Linked DNA regions of Sus scrofa: region 1 is linked to region 2. Evidence: chromatin contacts called from public Hi-C data. All regions are on one chromosome and are shown on one strand. The core of a region is the stretch at or near the end of the contact, and the rest is flanking DNA. Distances in the headings are between cores, read along the strand shown.

Evidence for each region. A called contact is a pair of places that touch in the nucleus more often than the background predicts.
Region 1: a contact with region 2 is called in a Hi-C map of skeletal muscle, with 5 times the contacts expected there. The contact joins the promoter of ACER1 here to the promoter of SH2D3A in region 2. A contact is called at or near these places in 3 of 47 Hi-C or Micro-C datasets (embryonic fibroblasts, liver and skeletal muscle) and 1 of 2 datasets of contacts at active chromatin or transcription factors (alveolar macrophages).

What each region holds. Positions count from the first base shown.
Region 1 is chr2:72,702,240-72,707,040 of Sscrofa11.1, forward strand. ACER1 (alkaline ceramidase 1) reads left to right here and starts at 2,364. Exons shown (of 7, transcript XM_021083989.1): 1 at 2,364-2,494. It overlaps ALKBH7 (alpha-ketoglutarate-dependent dioxygenase alkB homolog 7, mitochondrial), which reads right to left and starts at 1,685. Exons shown (of 3, transcript XM_013994719.2): 1 at 1,255-1,685; 2 at 224-348; 3 at 1-58. The coding sequence starts at 1,521.
Region 2 is chr2:72,392,027-72,396,552 of Sscrofa11.1, forward strand. SH2D3A (SH2 domain-containing protein 3A) reads left to right here and starts at 2,266. Exons shown (of 9, transcript XM_021083981.1): 1 at 2,266-2,406.

The sequences.
Region 1 (4,801 bases), core at 1,114-3,613, 310 kb after region 2:
AAAAAAGGATTCTTCATCCCGAAGGATCTCATGGGAGAAGTCGTAACGGGCCGAGTCCCTGCAAGACAAAACAGTATGGTGGGTGGGCTGGTGGCAGCCCCTAGTCCAGGCAGAGTGCCTGCCAATAGGGGGTGGAGTTTGCTGTGAGGGCTGAATGACCAAAAGTGCTGGGTGGGTGTCTCAGGAGTTACTGGTAGGGTGGGGGCTCCTTGGGTGCCGGTACCTAAGAATGTAGAGGGAGCCTGGCTCCAGCAGGAGTTCCAGCCACTCCCCTGGCTCCTGAGTGTGCACCAGCCGCATGACACTGGGAGACAGCAGGGACAGGCCGGCAATGGTGGATCCGCAGAACTGGAAGAGGGAACATGGAGGGTAAGTCAATCTTTGGCTTGGCCGGCTCACGCCCAGCTGGGAGCTCTAAGGCACGGGTCTCTGCCCACCTTGATGCTGTCTACGTGTGGCTTGATGTAGCCCCGAGGTTCCAGGTCCAGCACGTGCACTGAGGAGAGCAGGCTCTGGCCAGGGCCAAAAGCGGCCGCCTGCACACGCTGCAGGATGACCCTGCTTGCCTCTGACCAGCGTGACTTCTCAGTCTCTCGGAAGCCATGGATGGCCTGCCCAGAGAGCTAAAGTCAAGGCTGGAAGCTTCCAGGGAGAACAGGGAAACTGAAGTATGGGTTTGGGGCTGGGGGTGGGAAGGAAAAAGCTGGTGGAAGTACAAAGCAAAGGGCTGGTTTTCCCAGCAGAACACTTGACCCCACCCTCAATTCACAACCTTGACCCTATCAACCTGATGATCCTGGGTCTCAAAACCCAACCCCTGCCCCATCTAGCTGGCCTCAGTCCTTTCTATCCACCCTGAGGCTTCAATTCAGTCCCAGATCCCGGCCCCATTGCTGGCCAGTCCCCGATATTCACAGTTTGATCCTACCCAACACCAGTTCCCTGGTCTTCAACCCCAGCCCCTGACTTTCCATCATCTCGCTCCACACCCGTCCCCGTCCCTAACTTTGGTTCTGTCCTCCAAACACCCCCTAGTTCCAGGTTCTGCCTTTAGTTCTGGCCCTTGCTGTCATTTTCCAAAACTGTTTAGGTGCCCCTAAACCCCTCCAAGCTTCAAGACTCCGCCCCCCACCCCAGGTCCCGCCCACAACAGTAGCCCTGAACATCCAGCGCTCCACTCTTCCCACCCATAACGCCCCAGGCTCCGCCCCTCCGTAGCTCCGCAGTCCGGCCCCCCAGCGCCGCCAGCCTCACCGCGTCCCAGTGGTCGTATTCGTATCGGCGACGGCGTAGCTCAGGTTCCAACTCGCGGCTCAGTGTCTCCTCTTCGGCCGCGCTCAGGAAGCCGGGCCGCACCACAGCGGCGTCCCGCAGGCGGCTAAGGAGAGCCGGACCCGAGCCCCTCACCCAACCGTGTCCAGACAGCGTTCGCAGCGCCAGCTGCCCGCCCCCTGCCATAGTTCCGTAGCCGGATCTTGGAAGCGGCGGGGGGTCAGGGCCACGCCCTAGCCCCAGAACCATTGGCTGTGGCTGCTTGGAGTCCCTCCAGTGATTGGTTTCCCTTAGAGTCCCGCCTCTCGCTCAAGGCTACTGGTTATTACTCGGCTGGGCGTCCCAAACTGTTGGCTCTCCCCAGAACCCGTCTCCTCTCCTGCCCTATTGGACGCCATCGACCGCTGTAACTCAGACTACTGGCTGTCCGTCCTTCAGGGGGCGGAGGCGGGGAGGGGGAAAGGGGCAAAGGCGAGATCTGGCTTGGGGTCAGAGGTCAGGGGTCATAGAAGGATTGGGCCGAGGCTATGAAGTCGGCCAGGTCTGGAGGATGCGGGTAGAGTACAGTCGGGCTGAGATGTAGGGGTCAGGGGAATGACCTCCAGCCTATGATTATGGGCTGGGGCCAGATTTGTGGAGTTAGGGGTTTCAGCCAAAAGTCAAAACGAAGCACGTCCCGTTACCCCCTCTCTACTGGGTCATTCCCACCCGCATACGGGCTGGCTCCCATCTTAAAAGCAGGATATAAACAAAAAATCCCCTTCCTTCAGTGACAGAATTGGCATGACACCATTTTGCAGCCCTATTGGACTATTGGTGGATATAGACAGAGACCAAACAGCTCCTAACATCTTGAAAAGAGGGGAACTGGATTTAATGTGCCTCCTGCTGGCAGATCACTTGCCAAAAAGCAGAACCTGAATCCCATCACACTTGTCTAGATTCATACACTGGAAATATCAAGGACAGGACCCAATCAACAAAAACCAGAAAGTGGGAAAGTCCACAGGACAAAGGACCCTGCTTCTCCAACAAGTGAATTTCAAGGAAAGAGAAGAAAAATAGGGAGAGATTGAGAAATTAACGGGAAACCTGCAGTTACAGGACACTTAGAGATCTATCCACCAGTGGTGATGTATGGACCTTAGTTTGATTCTGATTGGAACAAACTAAAAAATAGACAACGGGGGAAATTTGGACATTGGCTGAATATTCACCCGTGGTAAGTATTTTTCCTTTTTTAGGCTTGAAAATGGTATTGTGGTTGTCATTTTAAAAATTCCTTTTATTTACTTATTTGCAATTAACTTTTTTTGAATGAAAGATTCTTTATTGTTTGTTTGCTTATTTATTTATTTATCTTTTTAGCGGGGGCACCCGCGGCATATGGAGGTTCCCAGACTAGGGGTTGAATTCGAGCTGTAGCTGCTGGCCTACACCACAAGCACAGCCACAGCAACGTGGGGTCTGAGCTGTATCTTCGACTTACACCACAGCTCATCAATGTCGATCCTTAACCCACTGTGCAAGGTCAGAGATTGAACCTTTGTCCTCATGGATGCTACTCAGATTCCACTGAGCCATGACTGGGAACTCCTGAAAGATTCTTTAAATTCTGTAGTGCTTTACAATTTCCAAATTTTCACACACACACACATGATTTTACATAATCCCATAATAACCCCCTTTTCTCCCTCCCCTGTCTTGCCCCACCCCCCTCCTCCTCCCCACTGGTAACCACTAGTTTGTTCTCTTTAAGTCAGTTTCTTTTTTGTTTTATTCTCTAGTTTGTTGTATATTTTAGATTCCACATGGAAGTGATATCATACAGTATTTGTCTCTCTGACTTAATTCACTTTGCATAATGCCCTCCAAGTCCATCAATGTTGCTGAAAATGACAAAATTTCATTCTTTTTAGCGGCTAAGTAGTATTCCATTATATATACACCACGTCTTTATGTATTTGTCTGTTGATGGACACTGGAAACTTAGACTGCTTCCATATCTCGGCTGTTGTAAATAATGCTACTGTGAATATAGGGGTGCATGTATCTTTTCTAATTAGTGTTTTTGTTGTGGGTATATACCCAGGAGTGGAATTGCTGGGTCATGTGGTAGTTGTGGTAGTTCTGTTTTCAGTTTTTTGAGAAATAAATATTCCTTATCCTTCAGAAATACATACTGAAATAGATGAAATGAAAAGCTGGGATTTGCTTCAAAGCAATCCAGGGCTGGGGGCCGGAGGGGATCGAAGAATCACAATCAGCCTTGAGCTGGTCATTGTTGACTTGGTGCAATGGGTACTTGAGACTCATTATCCTAGTTTCTCTGCTTTTGTGTGTATTTTAAGTTGTGTGGAATGCAAAGTTCAGCCAAATGTAACCAATGAATGAAGCCAAATTAAAAAGTCCTCTGAATTTAAAAAAAACAAAACATTGACCTCAGTACTCTTCAAAGACAGACCCATGTTTTCTGCTCTCCTCGACAGCAAAATTCCTCGAAAGATTTGTCCAGCTCCGATATTTTCCCACCCCGTCTCTCTGGGTCCACTCCAATCTGGCTTCTGGCCCCTGCAGCACTGAATTGATATTTAGCGCCACTAGTGATCACTGTGCCAAATGCCAGAGCCTCCTGCATTTTTATTCCCAACCCTGACCCCAGACTTACCCATCCCCTGGGATGTCTGAGGCTCATCAGACATCAACCCCTGCTCTTGGCCCATCCTGCCTCTCCTTCTAGCTCTCCTGGTTTCATCAGGGAAAAATATCTCATCTTTCTAGCTGCCTTGGGCCTTGTAGTTTTTGGAGATTACTTTCTCTCTCAAATCTCATACTATGCCTGTCAGCCCTGCCTTTAAAACCTGGCCGGGAGTTCCCTTCGTGGCTCAGTGGTAGCGAATCCAACTAGTATCCACGAGAATGTGGGTTCGATCCCAGCTTCACTCAGTGGATTAAAGATCTGGCGTTGCTATGAACTATGGTTTATGTCTCAAACAAGGTTCAGATCTGGCATGGCTGTGGCTGTGGCGTAGGCCAGCAGCTATAGTGCCAATGGAACCTCTAGCTTGGGAACTTCCATTATGCTACAGGTTCAGCCCTAAAAAGAAAAGAAAACCTGGCTGGAATCTGACCTGTCTCACCGCATAGCTGGGGCCACCAGCCTTCCTCTGGATTATTCCAGATCTTCTGGCTGGTCTCCAGGTTTCTGCGCTTGCTGTACTCCACCCACAATTCTGTGCATCCTCTTTTGTTCTTCTTAAATCCCCGTGGGGCATCTCCCTCCTTGCTAAGACCTACCAGGCCTTTTTTGATCTGTGCTTCTCCCCTTCCTGCTCGCATCTCCTCCACTCTCCCCCTCACTCACTCCACCTGCATGCCAGCCACAGTACTGTCCCAGGGACTTTGCATGTGCTATGCCCTCTGCCTGGACTGCTGGATCCCAAGACAGCAAGCTATCCCCCCCCAACACCCCACCCCACATCCTTAGGGTCTTTGCTTAAATGTCACTTTATCAGCAAGGCCTTCGCAG
Region 2 (4,526 bases), core at 1,016-3,515:
GCCAAATGGGCCTCCTCAAGTGTTCATCCAACACACCAGGTCGCCTCAGAATCTTGCCCTAGAATCCTGCCACAGGGCCTTTGCACATGCTGGTCATCTGCTATAGGCAACTTCATAGCCAGCTCCCTCACCTCCTGCAAGTCTTTGCTCAAGGTCATCTTCTTAGTGAAGCCTTCCCAAACCTCTCCATTTCAAGTCACAGCCTTTTTCCCACCCCAACACACCCTGTCCCACTTCCCCCCATTAGGCTCTGATCACCATCCTACTAACCTGATATTTAATTATAATTATTTCTTTATGATATATTTAGAAATTTGTGTCTCTTATGTTGGGCTCCCCCCCCCAGCACCTGGCACATATACACACTCTATAATTTTTTTTTTTTTTTGTCCTTTTGCTATTTCTTTGGGCCGCTCCCGCGGCATATGGAGGTTCCCAGGCTAGGGGTCGAATCGGAGCTGTAGCCACTGGCCTACGCCAGAGCCACAGCAACGCGGGATCCGAGCCGCGTCTGCGACCTACACCACAGCTCACGGCAACGCCAAATCGTTAACCCACTGAGCAAGGGCAGGGACCGACCCGCAACCTCATGGTTCCTAGTTGGATTCGTTAACCACTGCGCCACGACAGGAACTCCCACTCTATAAATATTTGTTGAATGAATGAATGAATGAGTAGTTGAAAACAGCATTGGCTCTACCTTTGACATGTATCCCAAATCCATTCATTTATCCCCATGGCCCTGGCCACCTGTCATCTCTCTCCTTATAGACTTTGATAGAGTCATCACTCATTTAGCAAATATTTACTGTCTTTGTAACCCTTGTTGTTGCCTGAAATCATGGTTTATGAGGTTTCTCTCCCCCCCACCTTCACTTCCCTGGAGGTGAGTAATCCCTGCGAACAGCTCTTTAGGGAGACACACCCCTTGGATTATCTTTTTTAATTATTGTAACCACGAGGGGGCGCTAGACCCCTTCACTGGACATACCCCTACTCTGTACCAAAATCAGACAAGAGTGGGTCAAGGAAAAGACACGAGTCAGCCTGTTTTGAGACTGGAGTCTCTTCCACATTGACAAGGGGGAAAGCCCAGTCTGGAAATTCCCAGATTTTCGGTCCTACAGGCACCAAAACTTTCATCCCCAAGCATCGATGGCTCTTTATTCAATTTCCTCATCTGTAAAATGACAGTAATCTTCACCGTTTACAATTATGGTAGGGATCAGAGATGGGGCTGCCAGTTTCAGAGGAGGACAGGATAGCGTTCCAGGGCTCTGGGCTTGATTCCCACCTCGACCAATGACCAATCACAAGCCGTGTCAAACTTGGGCAAACGACTTCGTTGCCGCATACCTCAATTTCTGCATCCAGAAAGTGGGGGCGGTGAAAATAGTACCCATCTCATTGAGAGGTCTATGTTAAAATGCAATGCATTGACGAAAGTCAACAAGCGTAACAGTCTTGGCATACAGTAAGCACTTAATGAATGTTAGCAGCCACTGTGGCTTTCAATTCTGTTACTGACTTCAGTAAACTTGACCAGAGCGTCCTCTTTCTGGTTCCGGATCCCTCCCACCTTTCTCATGCTAGTCTCCAGGCAGCATGATGGAAGCCCCCTTCCACTCCTTCCCTCCACCCAGGAAACCACCCGAATGTTTACCCCCCACGTCCCGCCAGAGTTTTGATCAATTCCAACTTCCGATTACTGGGAGAAGCTGTCGTGTTTTCCCGCATCTCTCTCCACAAAACACGAACCCTCAATGGGGTTCCTTCCCGGAAACCCGGGGGCGGCGGTCAGGAGGAAGCGCACCCCGTTACGTCACGGCCACTGTCACTCCCTGCCGGGCGAGAGGGCCGGTAGGGGCCGCCCCGCCCCTACCCGGAAGGGCTAGAAGACAATCCCCATGCCCTGTCCCCAGGGGTCGGGGGTGCTTACGGCCAGCTCGAGGCCCTAAACGGAATCAAGGGGCCGGGTCGTAAGGGGCGGAACTGAAAGAGGGCCTAGGAAATGAGTGGGCGTGGCCACTCAGAGGAGGACAGGGCAAGTTCCGAGAGGGCGGGGCCCACTGGTAGATACTTAAGGAGTTCCCAAGGGGGCGTGGTCTATGGGAAGGTGGTTTTTCCTCCCAAGGGGGCGTGGTTAACGCCAAGACGTTTCTGAGGAGGAGGAGCAAGAACAAAGGGGCGGGGCGATAGCCCCGGAGGTACAGCTGAAGAAGGGGCGGGGCCTGCTGGGGTAGTGTTTTTAAGTAGGCGGGACCAGGTGATGGGGCTCGGTTCCCTTCGGGCGCGGCTGGTGAAGGCTGGACCTGGCTGGGGCAGGGAGGGAGGGGAGGGGAGCCTCAGAGCTTCAGGCTTCCGCCTGGCCTCAGGTTCTTGGGAGCTCCGCGGGTCCCGGCCCAGGTAAGTGAGGGGCCCCAGGCAGATCCAGGATCGGCTTATTACTGGGGTTGGGAGCCCTCTTTTTTGCAGGTGGGACCACCGGCTCGCAGGAAGGATCTGGGTGTCTGTCCACGCGCGTCCGGGAATGTAAAAGGGGTCACCTGATTGGGTGGCTGTACTTCACGCGTGTCCATGTACCTGGGCATCCTCCTCCAAGCGTGTTTCCTGTGCAACATGGAGTGCCTCCTTGCTTCCACTTTTGCCCCAGCGATCTTTTTAAAGCACAAATCAGATGGTGCCCCTCGTTCAGGTCAAACCCTTTCGTAGCTCCCCTTCCATCCTGCTGAGGTGAAAATTCGAAGTCCTCCAGTCCCTGCATCATCTCACCCATTGCCGACCTCACTGCTCTCCACTTAGCTCCTGGCTCAGAGCACTCAGCCACACCAGCCTCCCTGCTGACATAAAATGTAAAAAGCAGGCCCCAGGCCTTTGCAGGTACTCTACCCTCCACCTGGACTGCTTTCTCTCCACGTCTTGGCATAACTGTCTCTCCTCCACTGAGATCTCAGCTCCCTTGTCACCTGGTGGGCTGCCTATTTAAGGCAGCCAAACTTGTCCTGCCTTCCTTATCACACCTCCCTGTTTCATCATCTTCATTGTTTACCCTTAGACATTATTTTCTTCATTCATTGTGTCTCTGTTTGTTGTGTGTCTTGGCCACCAGATGGGCCTTGGTCTCATTCATTCCTGTTTCTCCAGGGTCTGGCATGCTGTATGCCTTCAACCAGTCGGTGTTTGCTCACATCTGAGTCCTCTGTCCAACTGTCTCTGTCCGAGTGGCTGTCCCTTTCTTTACATGTATGTGATCCCTAGAGCATGAATAATCCCCTACCTCTTTTCCCCAGGTGTGCTTCTTACCATCCACCTCTCCTGATTCTGCCCTCTTCCTCTCTCCCCTGCCCAGATATCCAGAAATTATTCCAAAGGATGCAGGGCAGGAGGATGACTTAATTGGCCTGTGGCTGACCTGAGCCCATGCTGAGCTCCCCCTGAACTAACCAGAGATTTGTCAGTGACCCACCGCCACATCCACTAAGGGGCACATAAGACAGACGAAGCTGGAGTCCAGGAGACTCTTAAGATGAAGGCCAGGCCTGGCCCTGCTGACAAACAGGAAGTGCACAGGCATCCAGGAGACACACCTGGCGTTCAGGTATGCGGCGCCTGGAGCCAGGGCTCTGCTCAGCTCCCCGCCCCTTAAGCCACCTTGGGCCAGTCTGGGAACTTCCTGCCCATTTCAGGCCCTCAGCCCAGCTGACTCAAGTCACAAGAATCCTGGTGCTATTTCCCTGCAGACCCTGCCAGACCCTGGAGACCTTGTGGGCAGGGAAGCAAGAAGTAAACCCCAGCTTCTCTTCCATCCAGGGCATTTTTCTCCAGCAGAACCTTGAGACACACAGGTCTGAGGTCTGAGTGATGATCAACGGGGTCCTAAACTGTCTGAGATTGACCACAATAATAATGAAATGGATTGGCTCCAAAATAAAAAAATCTGCAAATGCCTACTTGCTGTTCGCTGACATTTCTACAAAAATGTGAACTTTTAATGTCCTTAAAAAATGGCATTACATTGGAAAGCCATGTATGAGTTAGGTTTTTTTCCCAATGATTAAAAAAAAAAATTTGGCCGAGCCCAAGGCATGCAGAAGTTCCCAGGGCCAGGGTTGGAACCCACGCCACAGCAGTGACAATGCTGGATCCTTAACCACTAGGCTGCCAGGGAACTCCTGGGTTAGATTTCTGTGCAACCTAAGAATCCTTGAGGAGTTCCTGTTGTGGCTCAGCAGGTTAAGAACCCAACTAGTATCCATGAGGATGTGGGTTTGATCCCTGGCCTCTCTTAGCGGGTTAAGGATCTGGCATTGCTGTGAGCTGTGGTGTAGATCGAAAACTCAGCTTGGATCCCGATTTGCTGTGGCTATTGTGTAGGCCTGCCGTTGCAACTCCAATTCAACCCCTAGCCTGGGAACTTCCATATGCCACAGATGCGGCCCTGAAAAAAAAAAAAAAAAAAAAATCCTTGAGCATGCACATAGGTGGCTGAGATGCTATGGACTTTGGTAAATTAAATTTCTCCCACA